Linked DNA regions of Sus scrofa: all the other regions are linked to region 3. A link is a contact called in public HiChIP or PLAC-seq and promoter capture Hi-C data. All regions are on one chromosome and are shown on one strand. Each heading gives the region's core, a stretch centred on a gene start, on an enhancer-like site or on the middle of the called end of the contact. The rest is flanking DNA. Distances are from core to core; before and after follow the strand shown. Region 1 holds the start of PRKD1 (serine/threonine-protein kinase D1). Region 2 holds the start of G2E3 (G2/M phase-specific E3 ubiquitin-protein ligase). Region 3 holds the start of FOXG1 (forkhead box protein G1). Region 4 holds the start of SCFD1 (sec1 family domain-containing protein 1).

Region 1 (3,073 bases), core at 206-2,705, 1.1 Mb after region 3:
GAACTGCACTAGAAACAGTGGTGGGCGGGCTGGGTCTCCTCCCCGGGTGGCCTGGTCCAGGCTAATGGCCCTTTTTTCCACCCTATCTTTGGTGGCCGCTGTCCAGAGTCCCACAGCCTCAAACTTAAGGGCACAGCCAGCCTCGGGTGCTCCTGGACAGTACCCCTACCATTTACATGCCTGTGTCCCCACCTCAAAGCTCCACTATCAGTGCCCGGGGATCAAAATCAAGAAGGCTGCAAATTTCAGATTTTCCGTCGAAAACAAATTTGTTCCTATGTTCACACTGGGCTGGGAATAAAAGACGAGGAGGAGGTGGGTAGCTGTGGTCCGGTCAGTTGTTTTCACAGCTGGCCGAGTCAATCATTCTCTCTTAAAAGCTTATTTGACAGGTGAGAAATTCCTCCTCTCCAGATCATTCCAAGAACTCCACAGCATCAATCTGAGCTGGGAGAGGGGCCTGAAGGGGAAGGGAGTGGTGCTGAAATCGTGCTGAGCGTGTCCCCGGGGGAACTCTGGTGCAGGAAGGAGGATTCCGGCGCCAGGAATGTGCTGGTCCAGGGTCCAGCGGGAAGAGAGGGGAGAGCCGGGAAGTCTTAAGGAGAGAGAAAGGCGTGACTAGAAAAAGGCAAGATACCTGGAAATGTACTCAAAGGGATGGGAATGGGTGAGGAGGATGCAGACGGGAGAGAAATTGGGAATATACGGAGACGGGGCAAGGAGAGACCTGGACAACAGGGAGTGCAGCGTCTCGGATGCAAGCGTCCGATCTCAGCCGGTGCTAGACCTTTCCAGCGCCCCGGCGAGGCTGGCTCGCGGCCGAGCCCCTGCAGCCGGAAAGTTGGCGCGGCGAGGGGCGGCAGGGCAGGCAGCGCCCCCTGCGCGACGGGGAGGCGTCCGGCCCGGAGCCGCGCGGCGCCTTACCTTCTGGTCGACGATGGAGCAAGCCATCTCGCGGACGTGCGCCAGGCTGTAGTCGCCGGAGGAGTCCTGCAGAAGCAGCACCGGCTCGCGGCTCAGGCCGATCTGCAGATGGAACGAGATGCCCCCGACCGGGGCTGCGAGGGGAGCTAGGAACGGCGCGGGCCCCGGCCCCGACCCCGGGACCAGCGCGGCCGCCGCCGCCGCTGCCGCCGCCGCCACGGGCAACAGCGGGCTGGGCGGCCGCAGGACCGGAGGGGCGCTCATCGCTCGACCAGGAGCGCCGATGGCCGCGGAGCCCCGCAGCCGAAAAGTTTTGCTGCTGCCGAGCCGGGAGCTTCTTTCTTCAAGACTCGAGGCGGAAAATAAAAACTTTCCGGAAAAGTCCCCGCGCAGGGGGGAGGGCGAGGGGATGAGGACCGGGAGGGGAGGGGGGAAGGGAAAATGGCCGAGGCGGGAGGACTACGCTGCCGGCAGCGCGGGCGGCGCGTGGGGGAGGCGCCGCCGCGCCGAGGAGCAGCCGCCGCGGCGCGCGCGGAGGGACGGGGCGGCGGGTCAGCGAGGCCCGGGCGCCGGGAGGGGGCGGGGAAGGGGGCGCGAGGGGCGGGGAAGGGGAGCTGGGGGCGGGCACTGCGGAGCCACCACCCGGCGGGTGCCGTAGCCGCAAGAGCCGCGGCCGCGCGGCCGCAATGGCCACAGGGTGACCGGTCGCCGCCCCCTCCGCCCGAGTTTCCTGGGGCCTGAACCTTCCCCAGCCGGGGCAGGACCGAGCGGCGGGGCCCGGGGCCGCCTCCGCGGGCGTGATCCGACCCTCCTCTCCCGGACTGTGGTCTCCGCTGGTCCAGCTGCCCAACTGCAGACGGAGGGGACGGGTCGCACTTCCTCGGACCGCTGCCTGGGACCCGCGATCTTCTTGGTCCCCATAGTTCCCGCCACCTCTTCCAAATGTCCGAGGACTACGCACTTCTACCAGCGAGGTGACCTGTGCTGGACCTAAGAATGCCCATCCCTGAGGTTCTCTGTGGTTCTTACCTTCCGATCGTCCAGGGAAGATGAAAATAAGAGGATCCTTGGAAATTCACTTACATCCCGGCTCCTTCTAGGAGTCCTTGGGTTTGTTACTAAAGAGGGTAGGAAGCCAATCCACAGAAGTGTATTTAAACCAAACCTGTCTCTACCTTTTTGATTCTGACATGCCCTGATAACACTGATGCCCAATCCCACACACTCCACCGCAGCTCCGGAGGCACCAAACACAAGTCGCTAAATTCAAGAGAAAGTCTCTCGAAAGAGAATGTATTGTCTACTTAAGGAAAGGAGGAAGGTCTGATGTGGCCTCCTTCCCTTTACCTTCTTCTTTGTGTCTGATGCTTCTACTTCAGGAGCCTCAGAAATCGTTTCATTTCTCTATCATCACTCTAAAGGCTGCTTTATAGGAGTGATACTTCCAGCGCCACCACCATCACTCGCGCCACCATCAAGGTTGGGCACCACCTGCTTCAGTTTTGATAGTTGTTTCTTGTTGCCTTTGTGGTAGTATTGGCGGGGGTGGGGAAGTGGAGGTGCTTGAAGATTAATTCTAATCATCTCCTAACGGGGCGTTCTTCACACACTGTACAGGGTGTGTGATTGTGCAGGTGCACAGGACCGCGACCTCTGAAAGGCCCTGCTTGGTATAAGACTCTGCCACAGCCATCGGCTGCCTGTTACTATCTTGGAATGCGTAATGTTTTTTTTCTTCATTTTGCAATGGGCCAGGCAAACTGTGTAGCCCACTTCTTCACTTCCCTAGTCCTTATACAGTACAGGCAAGTGCACGCAAACAAAAACCAATATGTTTGTTTTATTTTGTATTCAGCTGTTTTACTTTTGTTTGTCTGTTTATCTTGACCTCTCTTTCTAACCCAGGACATGACCTTGCAAGGTGGTTTCCTCTTAGAGCCTTGTTCTCAGAGTCAGTAATGGAGCCTTGAATGTCCCCAAAGACATTGCGTCATTCACCATTCTAGAAAAGATCTGAATTTATTCTCTCTGGATTTGATGGCATGAGGTCTACCTGTGTGTTGGCAGTTTCCCTGCTTACTTAAAAAGTGATCTAATTCATCCATGTAGAGTATAACTTTCCTAATGTATAAGATTCGGCTAAACTTGA
Region 2 (2,782 bases), core at 39-2,538, 1.7 Mb after region 3:
TTTTACACTCTCTTATGTCAGATTATCTATAAAATAAATTTCTAGAAATTAGTAAATCTTTCAAATCACAATTTTGATGAAGGCTGAAGGTGTTCTGTCACAACTTGGTTCAGTTTGAACTGATCAGTTTAGGTAAAGCAATGCTATTAGTAATGTGAAGATGATCTGGTAGCAACAACCAAGTTCAGAGATGTTTAGTTTCCTTCTTTTTTTCCCCCCTAAGAACAAGTTCAGTTCTTCCTTTTCTTTCTTGAGACTTTTTGGATCAAGGACATATTATATGTGGTCCAACACTTGTCCCAAGAATCTGACAGGACAGCTACATAGCGATCTTATAAAATGGTCTATGAGGTGGGGGGGAACGTTGCTAACACTTATCCTCAAAAGTATTATTTGGTACCATATGATACCACTTATATCTGGAATCTAATATATGGCACAAATGAAACTTTCTGCAGAAAAGAAAATCATGCAAATGGAGAAGAGACTTGTGGTTGCCAAGGGGGAGGGCGAGGGAGTGGGATGGACTGGGAATTTGGGGTTAATAGATGCAAACTATTGCCTTTGGAATGGATAAGCAATGAGATCCTGCTGTATGGCACTGGAAACTATTATCTAGTCACTTATGATGGAGCATGATAATGTGAGAAAAAAGAATGTATACATGCACGTGTAACTGAGTCACCTTGCTGGACGGTAGAAAATTGACAGGACATTGTATACCAGTTATAATGGAAAAAATAAAAATAATTATAAAAACATTATTTGGGATCAGGAACTTTTCCCACCACTCATTTTTAATTGTTGTTAGAATAAAGGTGACTGGTGCACTTGGCTTTTTGCCTTCCTCAAACAGGGAGGGAATCAGGTTAAAAGTCCCTACTGTGCAGTGAAAGGTCTGAGGAGACCCAGGAAAACCTTGGACTAAGTACGTAGAAGGTTTTTTTTTTCCTTCTGGCTGTAGCTGGTGTTACGCGAGAGGAGGGATAAAAACGTCCTGGCTCGGTTAGCGCTTTTATTTTTTCCTCGCCTTGAAAGGATGAAAATTCAGCACGTCTCAATTCATTTCAGAAGAGGAGCCTCTCCTGATCCACCCGACACAAACACCATACCCGCCCGCACTTCTCTGTGACCTATGTAGGGAAAGCGACAAAAAAAAAAAAAAAAAAAAAAAAAGACTGTAGCGACTACTACAGAACCAAGAAGAAACCGCGCGGAATAAGAGCGTGGCCACACCAGGACCCACCCCAACCTCCGGGTCGCCGCGGGCCCCGCCTTTTGGGGGGCGTGGCTGAACTCTCCTTCCGGGTTGCGGGCGGAAGTGGACGAATTTGAATTGTGCGGGCCGTTGGATGGGGTGTTCTCGGATGGCCTGTGGCGCAGCGCGAGAAGAGAAAGGTGACACGGCCGCTCTGGAACTTCTGCCCAGCGCGCCTCGGTGAGTGGATGGGTAACGGGAAGAAACGGAGTATTCAAGGGAGAGAAACCGAACTGTCGGCTGGAACAGGGCGTCGGGAGACAGGACAGTTAGTGGGGGCCTCGGAGTGCCTTTACGGGGTGGGTGTCGGGTGGTGGGGCCGGAGGTAGGAAGTTTTGGAAGTCAGGGCGCGGGGACCCTCTTCTGGGCCCCCGCTCCCGGTGGTGGCGCGCACAGGCCAACTCTAACTGTTGGGGATACCGAGGCCCGACCGCCCCTGAGATTAAACCTTTTTAAATCTCTGACTCTGTGGTAATCGCAGTTAAGTATTTCCTTCAGTTCGACTAGAATGCTGAAGCTTCAAGAGCAGTTATTGAGAAACTGTTACCTTAAGCAAAAGAATCTTCCTTTATTAAAGATGGGAGGTTGAGGCAGGTTTAGAATGAAGGGATGCTCTTCGTGGCTCCGAGTTCCTCCCCAGAGGGATACTTGAGAGTAGTCTTTATTACTCTGGACCGCAGGAAATTGACAGTCTTTGAAATGCCTGGTGGGGATTTAAACTGAAATCTGAGTATCCTTTGTATTCAAAACTCGGATATTTTTCTTTCACCGTTGACATTTTTCATGTACCGCAAAATCCGAGACTCTTGCTCATTTAAATTGGTTATAGTAACAGCGGTGATTCACAAGGATCTTAGTTTGCTGACAATAGGGATAAGACCTGCCTTTTCACCTCATTCATTCATTGGGCAACTGGGTTATTGTGGATTCATTTCGAAAGTACTATTGTTTCCAGCATCGGGTTTTCTTTGTTTTGGTTTTTTAGTGTTTTTGTTTTATTTATTTTTTTTGATAACTACCTCAATTACCAAATTCTATCTAACCTCCTAACAAAGTTGCGCCTTCTGAAAAAGTTTAATGTTTACCCTATATCTGTAGTGAGCATTTAAATGTATAGAAATTTTATATCTTGCCTTATTGAAAACTGAACTGTCAGAAGTTTTGTGTTGCTTTATAGTATAAGATATTTTATGTTTAAAATTATTAACAGCAGGGTAACCTATCATATAAATGTATAACTTTCTCTTAAAAAGTAGGACGTAAGAATCCTGCTCTCTCATATCTGCTATGAACTTTTTCATTATTAGCCAGGAAAAATAGATTTCAATATTCACTGTTTATGATTGTTGAAATTTAAACATTTTGTTTAAGAGTGCACCAAAGACATTACCTATACTTTCCTGAGGTTTGCAGATAGCTGTTCTGCTTATTTCATGTAAACTACAAGCAAATGATAATTTGAAAGTACTAGCGTCTACATTTTAATCTGTTCCTTTTCCTTACCTGCATTTTTGCTCTACCTAA
Region 3 (2,858 bases), core at 136-2,635:
TTTCGAGACTGTTTGGTATTGTTTTCTCTCTGAGCACCCCTCATTTCGGAAGGCCATCATAGGAGCCCACCACTGAACCGCCCTCGCCCGCCGCCGCAGCGCCAGGAGCCCGAGGCCGGGCTACCCCGCGGCGCCCGAGCTCCGAGCTCGCCGACCGCCGGAGCCGCAGGAACCGAGTAAGTAACCCCTGCTTGGCCCCGTTCTCGGCAGCCCACTTCCTCCTCCTCATCCCCCCGTTCCTAAACCTCACCCGGACCCTCCTCCCCCAAGGTATAGGACACCTCCTCCCCCCCCCCCATGCCAGAGGTGGGCCTTCCCTCCCCAACCCTCCAAAGCCTCGCTGGAGTGCTACCACGAGGGACACAATTTTCCTACCGGCACAGAAATGCCGGACCCAGGCCTGCAAGGCCGACTGGGGAAAGTAGTGCCTCGCCTCTTTCTCCTCCATTTCCTGCCCTCTCTCTGCATCCTCTCTCTGCACTCCCACTCCTCTCTCCACCGCCGCCACCGCTTTTAAAAATAAAATCGGATACAAACTTTAATCAATAAGAACAAATATTGACGCTCAAACGAAAACGACCCTATATAGGGAGAAGTGGGCCGGAAATGTGAGATATTTGCCCTAAAAGGGGAATATCAGTTCAGCAGACCCGCGGGCTGGAAGAGGTGGAGGGGGCGCAGAGAAGGGCCGGGGCGCAGAGAAGGGCCGCGGCGCAGCGTGCTCCCGCTGGCGTATCCCTACGCGGTTCCGCGCGGCCGCGAGGCCCAGGCCCGTGGAGAGGGGGAGGAGAGCGCCCGAGGGGGCGGGAGCCGGCGGGCGGGGCGGGGCGGGGCGGGGGTGGGTGGGCCCGGACCCGCCGATTGGTCGATGGCAGGAGAGACGCTCCCGCACGCCGCCGGCTCTGATTGGCCCAGCGGTAGGAAAGGTTAAACCAAAAATTTTTTTACAGCCCTAGTGTGCGCCTGTAGCTTGGAAAATTAATTGTGGCTATAGCCGCCTCGATCGCTGTCTTCCCAGCCTCGCTGCGGCCGCTCCGGGACGCGCCCGCCCGCCGCCCGGCTCTCCCCCCCTTTGGGCTGCTGCTGCTGCTGCTGTGACTGCTGCTGCGAGAGGAGGAGGAGGAGGAAGCAGCAGGGGGGGGAGCGGGGGGTGGGGGGGAGACCAAGAAGTAGAGTTGGGAGCGAGGGAGCTTCACCCCCGGGGCGGTGGTTGTTTCTTTTTTTCTCTTTCTTTCTTTTTTTCTTTTCCTTTTTTTTTTTTTTCTTCTAATTCCTGAGGGGTGGTTGCTGCTTTTGCTACATGACTTGCCAGCGCCGGAGCCTGCGGTCCAACTGCGCTGCTGCCGAAGCGCTCAGTGCCGCCGCCGCCGCCCGCGCCGCCCGCGCCCCGCTCGGCACCCACCGGTCGCCGCCTCCCGCCGCGCCTCTGCCCGGCTCCCGCGCCGCCGCCGCCGTTTCCCCCCGACGACTGGGTGATGCTGGACATGGGAGATAGGAAAGAGGTGAAAATGATCCCCAAGTCCTCGTTCAGCATCAACAGCCTGGTGCCAGAGGCGGTCCAGAACGACAACCACCACCCGAGCCACGGCCACCACAACAGCCACCATCCCCAGCACCACCACCACCACCACCACCACCATCACCCGCCGCCTCCCGCCCCGCAACCGCCGCCGCCACCGCAGCAGCAGCCGCCTCCACCGCCGCCCCAGGCACCGCAGCCCCCTCAGGCGCGGGGCGCCCCGGCCACCGACGACGACAAGGGCCCCCAGCAGCTGCTGCTCCCACCGCCGCCGCCGCCCCCGGCCGCCGCCCTGGACGGAGCCAAAGCGGACGGGCTGGGCGGCAAGGGCGAGCCCGGCGGCGGGCCCGGAGAGCTGGCGCCCGTCGGGCCGGACGAGAAAGAGAAGGGCGCCGGCGCCGGGGGGGAGGAGAAGAAGGGGGCGGGCGAGGGCGGCAAGGACGGGGAGGGGGGCAAGGAGGGCGAGAAGAAGAACGGCAAGTATGAGAAGCCGCCGTTCAGCTACAACGCGCTCATCATGATGGCCATCCGGCAGAGCCCCGAGAAGCGGCTCACGCTCAATGGCATCTACGAGTTTATCATGAAGAACTTCCCCTACTACCGCGAGAACAAGCAGGGCTGGCAGAACTCCATTCGCCACAATCTGTCCCTCAACAAGTGTTTCGTGAAGGTACCGCGCCACTACGACGACCCAGGCAAGGGCAACTACTGGATGCTGGACCCGTCGAGCGACGATGTGTTCATAGGCGGCACCACGGGCAAGCTACGGCGCCGCTCCACAACGTCGCGGGCCAAGCTGGCCTTCAAGCGCGGGGCGCGCCTCACCTCCACCGGCCTCACCTTCATGGACCGCGCCGGCTCCCTCTACTGGCCCATGTCGCCCTTCCTGTCCCTGCACCACCCCCGCGCCAGCAGCACTTTGAGTTATAATGGCACCACGTCGGCCTACCCCAGCCACCCCATGCCCTACAGCTCCGTGTTGACTCAGAACTCGCTGGGCAACAACCACTCCTTCTCCACCGCCAACGGCCTGAGCGTGGACCGGCTGGTCAATGGGGAGATTCCTTATGCCACGCACCACCTCACAGCCGCGGCGCTCGCCGCCTCGGTGCCCTGCGGCCTGTCGGTGCCCTGCTCCGGGACCTACTCCCTCAACCCCTGCTCGGTCAACCTGCTCGCGGGCCAGACCAGTTACTTTTTCCCCCATGTCCCACACCCGTCAATGACTTCGCAGAGCAGCACATCCATGAGCGCCCGGGCCGCGTCCTCCTCCACGTCTCCGCAGGCCCCCTCGACCCTGCCCTGTGAGTCTTTAAGACCCTCTTTGCCAAGTTTCACG
Region 4 (3,061 bases), core at 62-2,561, 1.8 Mb after region 3:
ATAAGGTGTGAGCATCTAATATATAACATGGTGACTATAGTTGATAACTGTTTTGTTTGCTTTTTAGGGCCGCACCTGCAGCATATGGAAGTTCCCAGGCTAGAGGTCAAATCAGAGCTGCAGCTCTTTGGCCACACAACACCGGATCCCAGCCATGTCTGTGACCTACACCACAGTTCACAGCAATGCCAGAACCTTAACTTACTGTGCAAGGCTAGGGATTGAACTCATTTAATCATGGCTATTAGTTGGCTTCATAACCAGCTGAGCCACAATGGGAACTCCTAGATATAACTATATTGTATACATGAAATTTGCTAAGAGGAGAAATCAGTATTTTTCACACACAAAGAAAAATATGTGAGTTGATAGATGTGATAGTTAACTAGATGGAGGGACATTATTTCATAATGTATGTGTATATATATCAAATTGTCACTGTACATTTCAAGGATCTTTCCACTTTTGTCAATTACACTCTCAATAAAGCTGAAAAAAATATGGAAGGAAAAAAAAATAGATTCAGTTCTAGGGTGTTCCCTGATGACATTAAGGTTATCAGTCTTAAGTTTCATAAAAACTTATTTGTGGAGTAGTGTTTTATTATAGATTTTGCTGTTTATGTAATTGTTAAACATAGTCTCAAAAATTTGAAAATTTAAGTTTTCAAACCAGTTTTTAAGGTACAGGGTCTGTAATTTCAGAATTTGGTGCAGCTTCAGAACAAACAATAGCTAATGCACAGAGTTGTGTGTCCATTTTTGACATCCAATAAAAAATCTATGGATTAGAAGTCATCAATATCGGATATATTTTGTTATCACATGGCTTTAAGCGTACATTAAGAAGACACCTGCACGTGAGGTTGAGAAATCTGCCAAATGAGAGCAATACACCAAAGCTGACCGTTTCCCTGGAAAGGGGAGCAAAAGGGAAACAAGCTGCGCTGGTAAAAAGAAAAGGGAGCTGGCATTTAAGTGCCGATTTTGTTCCAGGAGCTTCATTTACTTTAGTCCTGTGACCCTTAAGCCCCAGGAGTATTATCACACTTAAGAGATATGCAAACGACCAAACTAACAGTCAATATGTTCTTGGCACTACAACACGTTTCTACCCTAAGAGCTCAATTTAAGGCAGCTACTCTTTAAGAACCTGCGGCTTGATAGGATAAAAATTCCCACTGTTCCGCCTCCGAAAAGTAAACTGCCTAGGTGTCCAAAAATGATTCCCTCATTCTTTGTTCGGCAAGTTTTGTTGCTGAGGGTACGGAAGGGTCACCGTAGGGGAGGCGGGGCTCGGCCTTCTATGATCCCGCCCCTCCGGGCTTTGCTTCCGGGGCGGTCGGGGCGGCCACGTCATCCACAGGCTCCGCTTGCCAGCCGGGCAGTGAATGGTGGGAGTCAAGATGGCGGCGGCCGCGGCAGCAAGTATTCGCGAGAGACAAACAGGTACCGACTTATTCTCTTCTCTTCCCTGAGGTTTCATGCTTGCAGTGAGGACAAGCTTCCTATGCTTGTCGCCCTCACTCGGTCGCGGTGCGTGCAGCTCAGAGGTGGACCTTCAAAAGTTTAATCCTGTTCTCCGAGCATCGAGAGCCCCTCCCCTCTTGAGTTTTTAGGGAAGAGATTCCATTAGCTTGAAAACTCGGCCCTCGGAAGTGGTGCCAGAGAAGTGGCTTCTCGGGTGAGCAGGTTGCTACGGTCCTGTCCTGCACTTGTCGCTTTCCTACTGGACCTCAGAAGGCCTTTACGACAAGATTTAGCAGCTGGCATTTCCCCTCCCTGTGTTGCTGCCTATGAGGTCTTTCGGATTTGTTTCTGTGCATGGTTCAGTTTTCTCCCATTTCAATATTTAGAGTTGCATCTTCCGGCACTTCCACCACAATAACAAAATTTAAGTGTTCTTTTCAGAGCAGATTACATTCTGCCATTTCTCTCCTTTGGACCAATCTTTGGGGGTACCAGATGAGAAATGCTCAGTGTTAAAAGATTTCTGTCTTCAGCATGCTGGAATGAGGTATAAGAATGGCAAAATAAATGAATTAACCTTTCCCATTTTAATTATTTGGCAAATTAGTGTTCTTAAACTATGCGTTATTAGTTTCATGTTTAATAGAACGTAATTATATAGCTCCTGTGTATATTGTGAAATACGGTTTTAAAAAATACACATTCCTTCTCTTTGAGCTTTGGTATTTTTTCCATCTTAGATAATTTTAGTTTTGCCATATTTTTTGGAAACTTGTGATGACAACTTGGTTTATACCTGTTAGCTACAAACTAATGGATTATACCTGTTAGCTAATTGTCTCGAAAATTGGCAAACTGTTAATTCTGAGGAGCTAGTAGAAATAAGCCATCAAGAATATGCATATTTGGAAATTCTGTCTCTTGTAATTATGTTCTTTTGCATATAAATCTGTGTAGGAAAACAACTGATTACAATTAATATGGTCTATAGAAAGGATTTTGGCTATGCTTGATTCCTTCCTTTGGAATTCAAAGAAAAAATTAATGGTAGACCTTAATGTAGTAATGATACACAGTGCATAATGAGTTATGTTCTGCTTTCCACCAATGGATAATTTAGTGTAAACTATCAGATGAAGTCAGGCATAACTTAAATACATGAAAGTCCAAATAAAATTTGAGGAATACCTGCCATTCATTTTATTTGTATAAACAAATAGAAACCCCACTTGTCTTTGCAGTATGGTTCCAACATCTTACTGAACCTCAGTGAATTAGGTCATACTGCATATTAAAATAAAAAACATGTTAAGAAAGACTTTATGCCAATATAAAGGAGCTTTTTGAAAAATTAAATTTGTTAGTAATTTTTATATGCAGAAACTTTGTAGAATATTAAAATCTAATAGCACATAATTTGGATTTCTGCAGTAATAAATTTAATTGTAGCAATATTTCACATCATTACTACATAGGTTATTCCAGATTTATCAAATTAGTACTACAGTTGAGTTCTGTCTTATTTTGGGAGAAAGGCAGACATCTTTATATGTGCTGTAGTGGCAGAAGTAAACATTTGCCTGATGCCCATT

The links. Promoter capture Hi-C pulls out the DNA fragments that hold promoters and counts their contacts. HiChIP or PLAC-seq counts read pairs in DNA pulled down with a chosen protein or histone mark.
Region 1: an H3K27ac HiChIP or PLAC-seq map of skeletal muscle shows a contact between it and region 3, with 8 times the contacts expected there. The contact joins the promoter of PRKD1 here to the promoter of FOXG1 in region 3. A contact is called at or near these places in 2 of 5 promoter capture datasets (fetal skeletal muscle and liver) and 1 of 2 datasets of contacts at active chromatin or transcription factors (skeletal muscle).
Region 2: a promoter capture Hi-C map of liver shows a contact between it and region 3, with 9 times the contacts expected there. The contact joins the promoter of G2E3 here to the promoter of FOXG1 in region 3. A contact is called at or near these places in 2 of 5 promoter capture datasets (fetal skeletal muscle and liver) and 1 of 47 Hi-C or Micro-C datasets (fibroblasts).
Region 4: a contact with region 3 is called in a promoter capture Hi-C map of liver, with 5 times the contacts expected there. The contact joins the promoter of SCFD1 here to the promoter of FOXG1 in region 3. A contact is called at or near these places in 1 of 5 promoter capture datasets (liver) and 1 of 47 Hi-C or Micro-C datasets (embryonic fibroblasts).

The regions. Positions count from the first base shown.
Region 1 is chr7:69,526,125-69,529,197 of Sscrofa11.1, reverse strand. PRKD1 (serine/threonine-protein kinase D1) reads right to left here and starts at 1,455. Exons shown (of 18, transcript XM_021099186.1): 1 at 925-1,455. The coding sequence starts at 1,188.
Region 2 is chr7:68,915,576-68,918,357 of Sscrofa11.1, reverse strand. It overlaps G2E3 (G2/M phase-specific E3 ubiquitin-protein ligase), which reads left to right and starts at 1,288. Exons shown (of 15, transcript XM_001927793.6): 1 at 1,288-1,438. The coding sequence starts at 1,353.
Region 3 is chr7:70,658,763-70,661,620 of Sscrofa11.1, reverse strand. It overlaps FOXG1 (forkhead box protein G1), which reads left to right and starts at 1,385. Exons shown (of 1, transcript XM_021099188.1): 1 at 1,385-2,858. The coding sequence starts at 1,476.
Region 4 is chr7:68,849,305-68,852,365 of Sscrofa11.1, reverse strand. SCFD1 (sec1 family domain-containing protein 1) reads left to right here and starts at 1,311. Exons shown (of 26, transcript XM_021099902.1): 1 at 1,311-1,448. The coding sequence starts at 1,391.